Linked DNA regions of Mus musculus: region 2 is linked to region 1. Evidence: chromatin contacts called from public HiChIP or PLAC-seq data. All regions are on one chromosome and are shown on one strand. The core of a region is the stretch at or near the end of the contact, and the rest is flanking DNA. Distances in the headings are between cores, read along the strand shown. Region 1 holds the start of Camta2 (calmodulin binding transcription activator 2). Region 2 overlaps Scimp (SLP adaptor and CSK interacting membrane protein).

The links. HiChIP or PLAC-seq counts read pairs in DNA pulled down with a chosen protein or histone mark.
Region 2: a BATF HiChIP or PLAC-seq map of CD8 T cells shows a contact between it and region 1, with 5 read pairs. The contact joins the enhancer-like site here to the promoter of Camta2 in region 1. A contact is called at or near these places in 4 of 39 promoter capture datasets (the C10 cell line, the HPC-7 cell line, hematopoietic stem and progenitor cells and 1 more), 1 of 15 datasets of contacts at CTCF or cohesin (CD8 T cells), 3 of 484 Hi-C or Micro-C datasets (B cells, CD4 T cells and transition II germ cells), 3 of 115 datasets of contacts at active chromatin or transcription factors (CD8 T cells, bone marrow-derived macrophages and embryonic stem cells) and 4 of 9 other capture datasets (adipose tissue, bone marrow-derived macrophages, liver and 1 more).

Annotation. Positions count from the first base shown.
Region 1 is chr11:70,685,458-70,690,823 of GRCm38.p6, forward strand. It overlaps Camta2 (calmodulin binding transcription activator 2), which reads right to left and starts at 2,648. Exons shown (of 23, transcript NM_001190376.1): 1 at 2,429-2,648; 2 at 890-984; 3 at 606-709. The coding sequence starts at 920. Inca1 (inhibitor of CDK, cyclin A1 interacting protein 1) reads right to left here. Exons shown (of 7, transcript NM_001252484.1): 3 at 4,982-5,095; 4 at 4,726-4,765; 5 at 4,289-4,482; 6 at 3,528-3,687; 7 at 2,904-3,292. The coding sequence ends at 3,149.
Region 2 is chr11:70,789,300-70,795,093 of GRCm38.p6, forward strand. Scimp (SLP adaptor and CSK interacting membrane protein) reads right to left here. Exons shown (of 5, transcript NM_001045526.2): 4 at 4,476-4,549; 5 at 1,633-2,339. The coding sequence ends at 2,137. Among named protein-coding and RNA genes, the nearest start is that of Scimp, 20 kb to the right of the region's middle. Within about 2 kb of position 2,627, at least 54 of the 459 cell types and tissues checked have an H3K27ac peak or open chromatin away from gene starts, as enhancers often do. A contact at or near this core is called in B cells, CD8 T cells, adipose tissue and 1 more, where this site is marked.

The DNA.
Region 1 (5,366 bases), core at 1,398-3,897:
ATATCTGACATAGACCTCTCTGGTCTTCACCATCATATGTACCTGAGCAGGGACATGGAAGCGGGAGGGTTGAGAGTTCAAAGCCAGGGCAAGGGAGTAGCCCAGTCAGCAGAGGGCTTGCCTAGCATGCACAAGGCCTTGGCTTCATGCCCCAGCACTTCATTAACTACGTTTTGTGGCACACATTTAGAATCCAAGCACTCAAGCGGTAGAGGCAGGAGGACTGGATATTTAAGGTCATCCTTGGCTATGTAGCAAGTGTGTGACTAGCCTGGACTACATGATACCCTATCCAAAACCAAGCATTTAACACATAGAAACAAAACTAATCACTTTCTCTTCATTAACATCTAGAGTGACATGAGCTAATACAGGTCAGATACACAGCATGGTACTCAATATGAAGAAATATTACGCTGTTGTTTTGTATGGATGGATTATACCGAAGAGAAATGGACTCCCATAAGGTCCAAGACTTTGTGATTCTATAATCTCCGAAAGGCCTAGACTAGTGCTCAGCAACCAGTGTCCACAGACATAGCACTCCACCTCCTCCATTCCACCAGGGTTTGCTGGGTCCCAATCCCCCAAGCTCCCTAGAAAACCTCATTTGTATTCCATCGGAGCCGCTCTGGAGGCAACAGTGGGCATCGAGGAAGACACTCCAGCAATTTCTTGGGGAGGAAGATCTTCAGGTGGTGGCTATTCTCTAGAGGGGACCGGAGGAAGAGCCTTGTTAGAGGCAAAACAGAGGAAGAGAGCCAAATATAATCCAGAACCCTGGGGAAACTGTAACCAGGACAAGAGACAAGGGGAGCAAAGACTCAGAGGGCCAGAGAGTAGCAAAAAAAGGCTGTGTCCAAACTGAGAACCCATTTTGTGAACTTACCAGCAACCTCAGTGGTGTCCTTGGTATTCATGGTGAAGGTTCCAGGGGGCCAGGTCACCCCCGGCCTGAGGGGCCGGGGGGAGGGGGAGTCTGTGCTGGAAAAGGAGAGAATAAGGTCATGGAAGAAGCCCCCACATTAACCCAAGATGAGGAGCTTGGTGTGATAAAAGGGGTTTAGAACTCAGTGCTGACATCTGGGAAAGATGAAGAAAATGTGGAACTAGAATGTGACAGCAGAACCAGAGAACAGAGATGAAAGAACATAGTACCAGGAACCAACATGAGTGGGGAGACAAGACAGAACAGGGTGCTCAGAAGAAAGGGATGAGTGGGGGATGCTCACAGTGCTGGAGCATTCCCTAGGGCAGGAAGCTGGATCCTGCATGTCTAACCTAGATTCTCACAGGCCCTGACCGACCTGAGAGAGAGTAGGTGAGGTCAGTTAGTAGATCTATTTCTCCACGGAAAAATCAAACAGAAAAAAGAACTCAGGGTACGTTTAGGAAGGGAGAGCAAGGCTAGAGGGAAGGGTAGGCAAGTTGTGAGAGCTGGGGCTCTGGTCCTAGGAGGAGGATGGCTTGGCAAGAAAACCTGGATGCTGAAGGAAAGCAGATCTAAGTCCAAGTCCGGTAACAAGCTGGGCCTTTGAAGACACACCCCAATTTCCTTCTCTCTCTGACTTTTTCTAAGAGGAAGGGTAGAGCTGATAACTGACCTCATGTGCTCTCTCTCAGGTTGGTCAGGGGCTGGGAGAATTTGGAATAGACATGTTGGAGTAAGCTTCCGGGTGGGACATGCCGGCTTCCTCTTTGCAGCTAGAATTCTACTTCACCCTAACACTCCTATTTCCCCAACCTCTGCTTCTTCTCTGGCTCCCAGCCTACCATATCCCCTCTACTGCTCTGGCTCCAGCCTGAGCCTCCGCCCTCTTGAGGAACAGATGGGAGCTGGAGGAGGCTCTCTGCGCGGGTTCTGCCAGGTGTCCGGGGATGGAGAGGGGGTGGAAGCCCATTCAGGATCGGATCGGAGGTGTGCAGAGAGGCTAGGGTTGGGATAAAAAGTCCACCCCAGGGTGCAGGTGCGCAGCTCTGGCTAGGCAGTTTGCCAGGGTGCAGAGCTGGAGCCGGATGAGACTGCGGGCCTGAGAGCGGTGGTCTAAGACTGTCGCCGGGGGTGGGATGCTCTCCCCAAAGGGGGCAGGGGTCCTGGGAGAACCCCGGAGGTGGGAGGGGGTCCCGCCCGCAAACCCGGATGTTCTGGAGAAGCAGCTGAGCAGAGTTCATGAACACCTGGCAGCAAGGGGCAGTGCGGGAGACCGGGGAGGGGGTCTGGGGACTCTCCCCGCACTCTCTGATCCGTGAAGGGGCCCTGCGCCTAGCGGCGCCCCCTGGCGCGGGGAAAGAGGACGGAAGCGGTGAGGTGGGGGCAAACGGGGTGGAGGGACGGTGGTCCCCAGCGCCGCGCTCCACACCCGGGCCGCGTGGAGCTGCGCCCCCTGGCGCGGGGGCGGAGAGGCGGGCTAGAGGCCCTGGCTCTTACCTCCCGGGGTCCCGCGGGTGACGGCGGCAGCGGCCATTCTACCCCAAACCGACCCCCCCTAGCGCCGGCTGACAGCGGCGTTCGACGTCAGTGCGCACGGGGCGGGGCCTCCCAATTAAGGGAACGGGGGTCGGGAAGGGAACCTGGGGTCAGCACACTTGGGACTCTGGGCCAGTCTACGAGACGCGCTGCTGGACCGTCCCTAAAGAGGCAATAGCGCTGAGGAGAACCGGGATCCGGAGGCGGAAGCTCGGCCGATTGACGTGACTTGTGGGCGCAGGAGGATGGGGCGTGGGCAGAGGTCCAGGGCCAGAGCCCTGGAGGCAAAGGAGAGTGCTTGAGAATGCAGAATTCTTCTGGCCTCGGGCGAGACTCGGCAAATTTAGGGACCTAGCCTAACTTCATTGTCCTGAATCCTCAAAAAAATCAACGGAGTCCGCCTTTTCATTCCCCTTCCATCACTACCTCGCACAGAAACAAGACTATTTGGTGCTCTTTAATAACAGAACAGAGAGAACACAAGACCAGGTTCTGGCCTAGAGAAAAACCCGGCTGCGAGTGTACTGGGCAGTTAGATAGGAACTCAAGTGGGCTGTGAATGCCTACGCTATGGGATGGAGACAACAGAGATAGAAAACATCCGCTCTGAAGCCAGCACTAGGGAGTCCTGATGTTTGAATTGATCTTGGGTCCCGTAGCTTGGGCCTGGATGATTTCCCACTACTCCTCAGACTCCAACTCCATCGCCTGGGGATCGTAAACGGGGTTCTTTCTGGCTGTAGCAGTGCTGTAGGTCAAAGAGCTTAGCTGCCCAGAGGCATAAGTCCCCTGCTGGCCTACAGGAGTCCAGGGAGTCCAAAGCAGCTGTAGGTGAGAGCAATTGAGAGCAAGGGGATAAGAAAAGCAAGAATGGAAAAACAGGACTCTCTCCAGATTTCTTAATTGCCAAATTCAGGCACATACCCTCAAAAGCTCAGTTTCTTGACCACTTTTCGTCCTTAAACCAGCTATCCTACCTGGCTCTTGGCTTCTGCCACATCCCCATTTGATTATGAATTGACTTCCTCCCTAACCTTACTGTGTTCCTCTCCAGTTTTACCTGATCTCTGGGAGTGACAGAATAAGTCTCTTTCTGTGGATAGGTTGCCCTCTCTTCTTCCACGTCAAAGTATTTTGTAGTGCTTAGGAGTTCAAAGCCCTCTTCAAGTGCTGGAAGTTCAGGTGTAGCATCAGAGCTGCCCCACTGGGCCCTCTTCAGTCTGTGGAGACATTAGATGGAGGAGACTAGTGCCTGGAGGTCAGTCTTCCAGTCTCTTCATCCCTCACCCCTGGCCTGAAGCACTTCTTGCTGAGAATCACAGGTGCTACCACTGACCTTCAATTCACCCCAACTTTTTGTTCTTCACAGACAAGAATTTTTGATCCAGGGGCCAAACAGTGACCCCCAATTAACGATGTGCTTTCTTGTAATCATGGGCCATGTCACGCCTTCCAGCTTATATGACTTCCATCCCTCAATTGCTTCTTTCCATACTATAGAAATCATGTTTGAGAGTCAGCAAGGTGACTTAGCAGGTAAAGGTATTGGCCACCAAGCCTGATGACCTAAGTCAGGACCCAAATGATGGAAGGAGAGAGCCAGTTCCCATAAATTGTCCTCTGACCTCCACACACATGTTGTGGCATGCACTATATAAGTATATACATAATTAAATGCAAAAAAATAAAGAAATTATATTTCAGTTACACCAAGGACATGGTTCCTTTGTAAGTGCCAATGAATTCTCTTAAAGCTCTTAACTATGCTGCCTCTCTCTAATCCCTGCTTGGCTTGCAGAGGCCCATGCCACGCCTCCTTACTCATTGATGATTCCCTGGCGCCTTCTCAGGTCCTCCAGATGATAAGTAACTGCTCTAACTCGGGCTGGAATGCTTCCAGGTCCCTTCTGCATTCTTTCCAAATGCAGCTTCTTTCTCTTTCTTCTCCAAAGCTTCTCAGGAGGAGGGAGCCCCTCAAGAGGGTGCAGGCTAGGCCGGGAGCAATCAGTGGCCCTCTGTGTCAAGAAGGAAGAATAGTTGCTAAATATAGATAGATGTCAGTTTCAGGGAAACTTGGGCTGGAGAATCTGGGGTTTTTTGGAAGCTTAGGTATGATCTAGAAAACAGGATACTTGATTTACAATAAAAACAGGGCCTGGTTAGTATACTGGTTGGGAAATACCAGAGAGAAATGGTAATAAGGATAGGAAGGCAGTGGGTATAATTTTAACAGAAGGCTGAGAAGCAGTTTGTCCTACCAGAATTGGTGGAATGTACTGTTCTACCATCCAATTGGAGCTGAGAAGAACAAAAACAGGAGCTGGAGTCAGAAAGGACACTCTGATAAATATCATTTCTCTTATAAACTCTCCTAACGACCTGTTGGAGCTACAATTTGCACCAAGTAGTGTGAAATGACTTCCAAATGAGGGCTCGCTGCTGTAAGGATTTATGATCGTTAAAAACTGCATAGCCTCGACTTTCCACCTCCAGTTCCTGGTTTTTCCTACTCACCTAGACCTTTGGCTAAGATTCTCCCAGAAGGCATCTCCATACGGCTGAGGCATTGGTCTGCGATTCTGGGGAGGCAGGCTGCAGGGTGAAAATCGGCTGACCACTCTGGAACACCTGAGAGAGAACAAGGTAGACTCTTGCCTGCATCATCCCTTAAAGCAGTGGCTCTCAACCTGTAGGTCTCTATCCTTTTGGTGGGGCATCAATGGCTCTTTCACAGGAGTCTCTTAAGACCATAGATAATAACAGTAGCAAATATACAGTAATGAAGTACCAATGAAAATAATTTTATGGTTGGGGCTCACCACAAACGAGGAGCTGTATAAAGGGGTTGCAGCATTAGGGAGATTGAGAACCACTGCCTTAGAGAATCTACTCACCACTG
Region 2 (5,794 bases), core at 1,377-3,876, 100 kb after region 1:
AGGGCCTGGAATTCATTCATTCATTCATCCATTCATTCATTCGATCATTGAGCATACTTACTGACCATCCTCAGCATGCTAGGAACAGGGAAAACAAGGAAGAAGAGAAGGCCTGTCTCTGCACTGGTGTTGCCTTTGTTCAACTGGAAATGAAAGTCACATGAGCAGATCGTTCCGGATATAAGAGTTATGAAGGGGAAGCACCTACAAAGGCCACCACCACATCGGGCCGGTGAGGAAAGCACAGTGCCTAAGATGCAAAGGAGGGGAGGAATATTGCGTATAGCAGGGACAAGAGAGACCACAGCAAAGGTACTTACAAGTAGAGGAAAAACACTGGGGAACATGGAGGTTGCCAGGAGGAGGTAGTGTGTGAAAAGTTAGCCAGTAATAAAATCCTGACAAATCTTGTAAGCCATATTTAAGAGTTTGGCCTCTGTCTGAGGCTAATAGGTAAAGATGAGCTTTTAGCAATGGGAAGAAGTATTCGGTTGCTCACTTTCAAAAATCACCAGCTGCCAATCAGTGTTTTGGAGTCTGAAATACCAGAGGCAGGACACTGGTTAGAGGTTCTTAAAGTTCTCTTTGGGAAGTGCTGGCCATGGGCTGACTGACCTCAGAGTGATGGAGACAGAGCTGATCTGACTGAGGCACAGTCAACAGGAGGTGGGGACACTGGCAATAAAGGATGCAAGAAAGGACCTAACTTCTGCCCTTAGCAAGGGAGGAAGTAATCTAGCACGAGAAGTCAGGGGTGGGGATGTGTCATCAGTTATCCATGGAATATGTTGAATTTGAGGATCCCGTGGGATAATCAGATGGAGGTGTCCTGCGGGCTCTGCAACCTGGAACTGGAAAAGAGGGGTTGAACTGGAGCCTGTGGTTGGGAAGTTGCTAGGGTAAAGGGGATGCTGAGCCCTGTGGTATTGGCAACATCACTCAGCAATGCTGAGAGGGAAAGAGGAAACAACAGCACCCCAGGAAAGATAGGATGGAAAAGTAAGGAATGACCACTAAAGATGTGATAGTGAAAGCTACAGAAGGGGCATTAAGCTCTGAACTCTCGTCTTGAGTACCCTGCTGGAGGGTGCTGGCTGGACACTTCCTGGGGCAATCTACTCTTCCTGGCACAGCCAACATACCCACTGCCAAAGAAAAGCTAGCTGGGGGCAGAAGTCAGAAGGCCACTTGAGTCCTCTGTTGATCATTAGAAATGGTGTCTGAAAACACAGGAAATAAACTTGTGTCAGAACTTGACTCTTTGATGGGTTTGGTCCACATTCTATAAATATCCTGGGGGTTGAGGTGTGAGTGGGTGGGGCAGCGTCACTTTCTCACCTTACAGACTCAAAGTGTCTGCGCATCACAAGAGCCCTCAGCTATAAAGACAAGTCATGGCTTCTAGGAGGTTCAGGGGTGGGTGGGGCCTGAGAGAAGGGAGACAGGCATCCTTAAGGTGTGGCCTACATAGGGATTGAGAGCTGGGAGGCTCCACACAATCAAACACCAAGACTATGATCCCTAGCAGTCTCTCAGCTTAGGGGTCTCAACCCCCTTAGGGGTCAAATATCAGATACCCTGAATATCAGATATTTACATTACAATTCGTAACAGTAGCAAAATTACAAGTATGAAGTAGCAACAAAATAATTTTATGGTTGAGGATCACCACAAATAAGGAATTGTATTGAAGGATCCCTGCATTAGGAAGGTTGAGAGTCACTGCCTTACAGCTACATTCACCCAGGGAACGAAAGAAAATGTTGAGAAATGAGTCAGTTCTCACAGGCCCAGTGGTCTGCACTAAGGAAACTTCCTCCACAAAGGTGCCAAGGCCACATCCTCAGAATCTTGGGGTAGAGCTTCTGCAGTGTCAGAAACATCAGGAGCATCTGGAGCAACAGGAGCATCTGGAGCAACAGAAACATCTGGAGCAACAGAAACATCTGGAGCAGCAGAAATATTTGGAGCAACAGAAACATCTGGAGCAGCAGAAACATCTGGAGCAACAGAAACATCTGGAGCCTCGGGAACATCAAGCTGTCCTGTCTTCTGCTGTAGCTTTCACATGGCTGAGGTGGCTTCCTCTGGGGATTAGGAAGTGCTTGTGTTATAATCCGGCTATTCTAGAGTATTCTAAAACGAGCTGTGTAAACCCACTTCAGCTTGCCAAAAAGGTGTGGTTTTAGAGTGCTGGGTTTCGGTGGTTGCTGGAATCTCAACATCATCATAATCATTTTCTGGCTCGGTGGAGCCCGAGATAGCAAAGACCTTCTTGTTCCTAACTTTCTTCACTGATGAGTACCAAGCTGAGGGTTGTCTTGGAGCTTCCTGTGGGGCTAAAGCACAGAAAAAGGTCGCTATACACAAGGCTACTCGGTACTGATGTATTTTTGACTGAGCTTTGAGCATATTACAGATCTTCCCACTTCCTGGGTGGCCAGTTCCCCATTTCACAGAGGAAAACCAGTCACAGACATGACACATGTCTCAGGATCACCCAAGTGCATGGATGAGAAATGTTGGGCAGATCTCTTGACTCTCACATCTCTGTTCTAAGACCCCACTTCAAGGGAACCATGATGCAGACACTCAGGAAGCAGACCACAGCCAGTTGCTAGGTGACCACACTTATGCCCACAGATGCCTGATCACAAGGATCTGAAGGGCTTGTTGGTGCATCCCTACCTCTGCTGTACCGAACCGAACCGTAGGCTGCTTCCAGGACTGTTTGGCATTGCTTACACGCAAATCTGCCTGCTAAGAAGGAAGGAAACCTCTCTCTCTCTCTCTCTCTCTCTCTCTCTCTCTCTCTCTCTCTCTCTGTGTGTGTGTGTGTGTGTGTGTGTGTGTGTGTGTGTGTGTGTGTGTAATGTGTGTGTAGTGTTCAAAGATAGACTCAGTGCAGAATGGTCTATAGCAGGAACTAGAGTGGTTGCTGCTTTTTGTCTGTGACTTAAGAGCGATTCTCCTGAGGTTCATGGTCACATTATGTGTGGAAAGGGGGCGATGGTTAAGAGCTCCTACTGCTCTGCAGAGGACCTGAGTTCAATTCCCAGCAACCATGTCAGGCAGTTCGTAATCACCTCTAACTCCAGTTCCAGGGGATCTAGCTCTCTCTTCTGGACTCGGGACATGTGTGTACTCATGCTACAAATGCAGGCAGACACTCAAACACATACAAACACAAGACTAAAAGATGGGTAAAATGTGGAGGGACCTTTAAGAGATGGAGCCTGGTTAGAAGCAGTTTAGGTCCTCCCTTTGATCTGCCACCCAGCCCTAAGATGTGATTTCCTGCTGTCTCATGGGCTCTACCATGATGTCATAGTTATCACATGATGTAGCTTTCCAGTGCCATGCTGTTTGGATACTCAGCCACCAAAACTGCAAGCTAAGTAAGACTCTTTAAAAAAAAATAAACTACCCAGCCTCAAGTATTTTGTCATGGTAACAGAAAATGGACTAATACAGTGATGTGTAGCTTAGCTATTCCTATAATGAGAATCAGATTTGCCTCCACAGTGATCTTATATTTCTCTAAGAAAATTGGAAAGCCCCTGCCATTTCATTTTCTGTAAAAATGAGCTCATGTTTGGATTCCAGTAGTTAGTTAACGAATTAACTTGGTAACTTGGATCATGGGTAAATCATTTAATGTCCCTGGGCCTCGGTGTTGTCAGCTGTCAGAGGAGCGAGCAAGGGCAATCATCGGTTTCACAGAGCTCTGAGGGTTTACATGAGATCGTGCCTAACAGGGGCCAGTCACAGGAACCAAGGACCATTCAGGCCTGGGGGTCCTCACCTCCAATCACAGCACTTGGGAAATGAAGGGAGGAGGATGAAGGAGTTCAAGATAACCCTTGGCTGCTAAGGGAGCTTAAGGCCAACCTGGGCTACATGAAACTCTATCTCAAGAAGGGGGGAGGGGAGACAAAGTCTGCAAAGTACTTACCTCACAAGTATGAGGACCCAAGTTTGATTCCCAGAACCCATAGCTATCTATCTATCTATCTATCTATCTATCTATCTATCTATCTATCTATCTATCATCTATCTCTATCTATCTATCTATCTATCTATCCATCTATCTGTAGGTTAATTATCTATCTATCAATCTGTCAAACATCTATCTATCTACTATGTTCATATGTGTTGTTATGGGGTGCACACGCACGCGTGTGTGCATGCGCACGCACAAACACACACACAAAGTTTTTGTTGTTGTTGTTGTTTTTTTGTTTTGTTTTGTTTTAAGACAGCCACCATCTGCAAGTCAGGAGGAGCCCTCTCCATATACCCAACCAGCCAACACCTTTATCTCAGACTCCCAGCCTCAGCAACTGTGGGGGAAGTCATTTTCGAAATGCTTAAGCCATCTAGCCTATAGAATTGTGTTAGTAAGCTAAAAGGGATACATCCATACATTCTTTATCCCACCCAGAATGATACTGTTATCAGTCAACTGTACTTACCTAGGTCTCCTGGAAAAGGTGAACCCCTGGGTGGCAGAGCAGGTAACTGGCCTGGTGAAGAATTAAGAACATTCCTAGGGAGGGAGAGAATGAGATGAGAGAGGGACACACACACAGATAGAGAGACAGAGAGGCAGACACAGATGCAGAGACACAGAAGAAGAGACAGAGGGGGGAGGGAGACAGAGACAGACAGACACCCAGACACGAGAAAGAGAGAGAGTCAGTGGTTGGTCTGGATCAAGCCCACTGCTGGCTGCTTTATAAGAGAGCAAGGCAAGTAAACCGGTTGAAGGTTCAAATCTAGATTCCTCACGTTGGAAGCATTTTTATACCTTTCTAGATTCTGCATTTCATTTCTGTCACCCTAAAGAAACCATTTCCTCCAGCCCACGTGCACAACGGGCAGGGATTGTCATTAGAGCACAGAGCACAGCCTCATGTGGGAACGCGTGCTGGATCAGGTGGATTTCAATTAGCACCCCCTGGATGCTAAGTATCAACACGGTGACCAGCAACACCACTGTGGATTCACCACAGATGTGTCCAGCTATTTGAAGCAGGGCTGTTCACAACATGTTACAGATGCTAAATGGCCCCCAAACGCCAGCTTAGCATTGTCGGAAAGTGGTGAAAATTTCAAGAGTTGGAACCTAGTGGGAAGTTCTTTTTTTTTCTTTTTAAAGATTTATTTATTATTATATCTAAGTACATTGTAGCTGTCTTCAGATGCACCAGAAGAGAGCGTCAGATCTCATTATGGATGGTTGTGAGCCACCATGTGGTTGCTGGGATTTGAACTCAGGACCTTCAGAAGAGCAGTCGGTGCTCATAACCACTGAGCCATCTCTCCAGCCCTAGTCGGAAATTCTTAAGTGACTGAAAGCATGTGCTCAAAGGGGACTGTGGGCCCTGAGTCCCTTCTGCCTCTCTTCACCTTTCCTCTTGTGCCTGGCTTTGTACTATGCCACTTCCACCACAATGCCTCACAACAGGCCCAAAGCATCAGGACCAACCAGTCATGGATTAGAAGCTCACAAACTGTGAGCCAAAAGAAACCTCTTCTCTTTATAAACTGATTGTCCCAGGCGTTTGTTATAGTAACAGCAGCTCCCATACAAGTCACCATCACACTGGCCAAAGGTCCATTCACAGTAGAAGGGACAAATTTACCATGACCCACTCCCACAGTGGAATGCTCTACAGCAAGAGGAATGAACAGTCTACAACTACACTCAATGAATCTCACAAAAATCATACTGACTCGGGCTGGTAGCCCAATAGTGGAGCCTGGCATGTTGTATGTGAGGCCCTGGGAT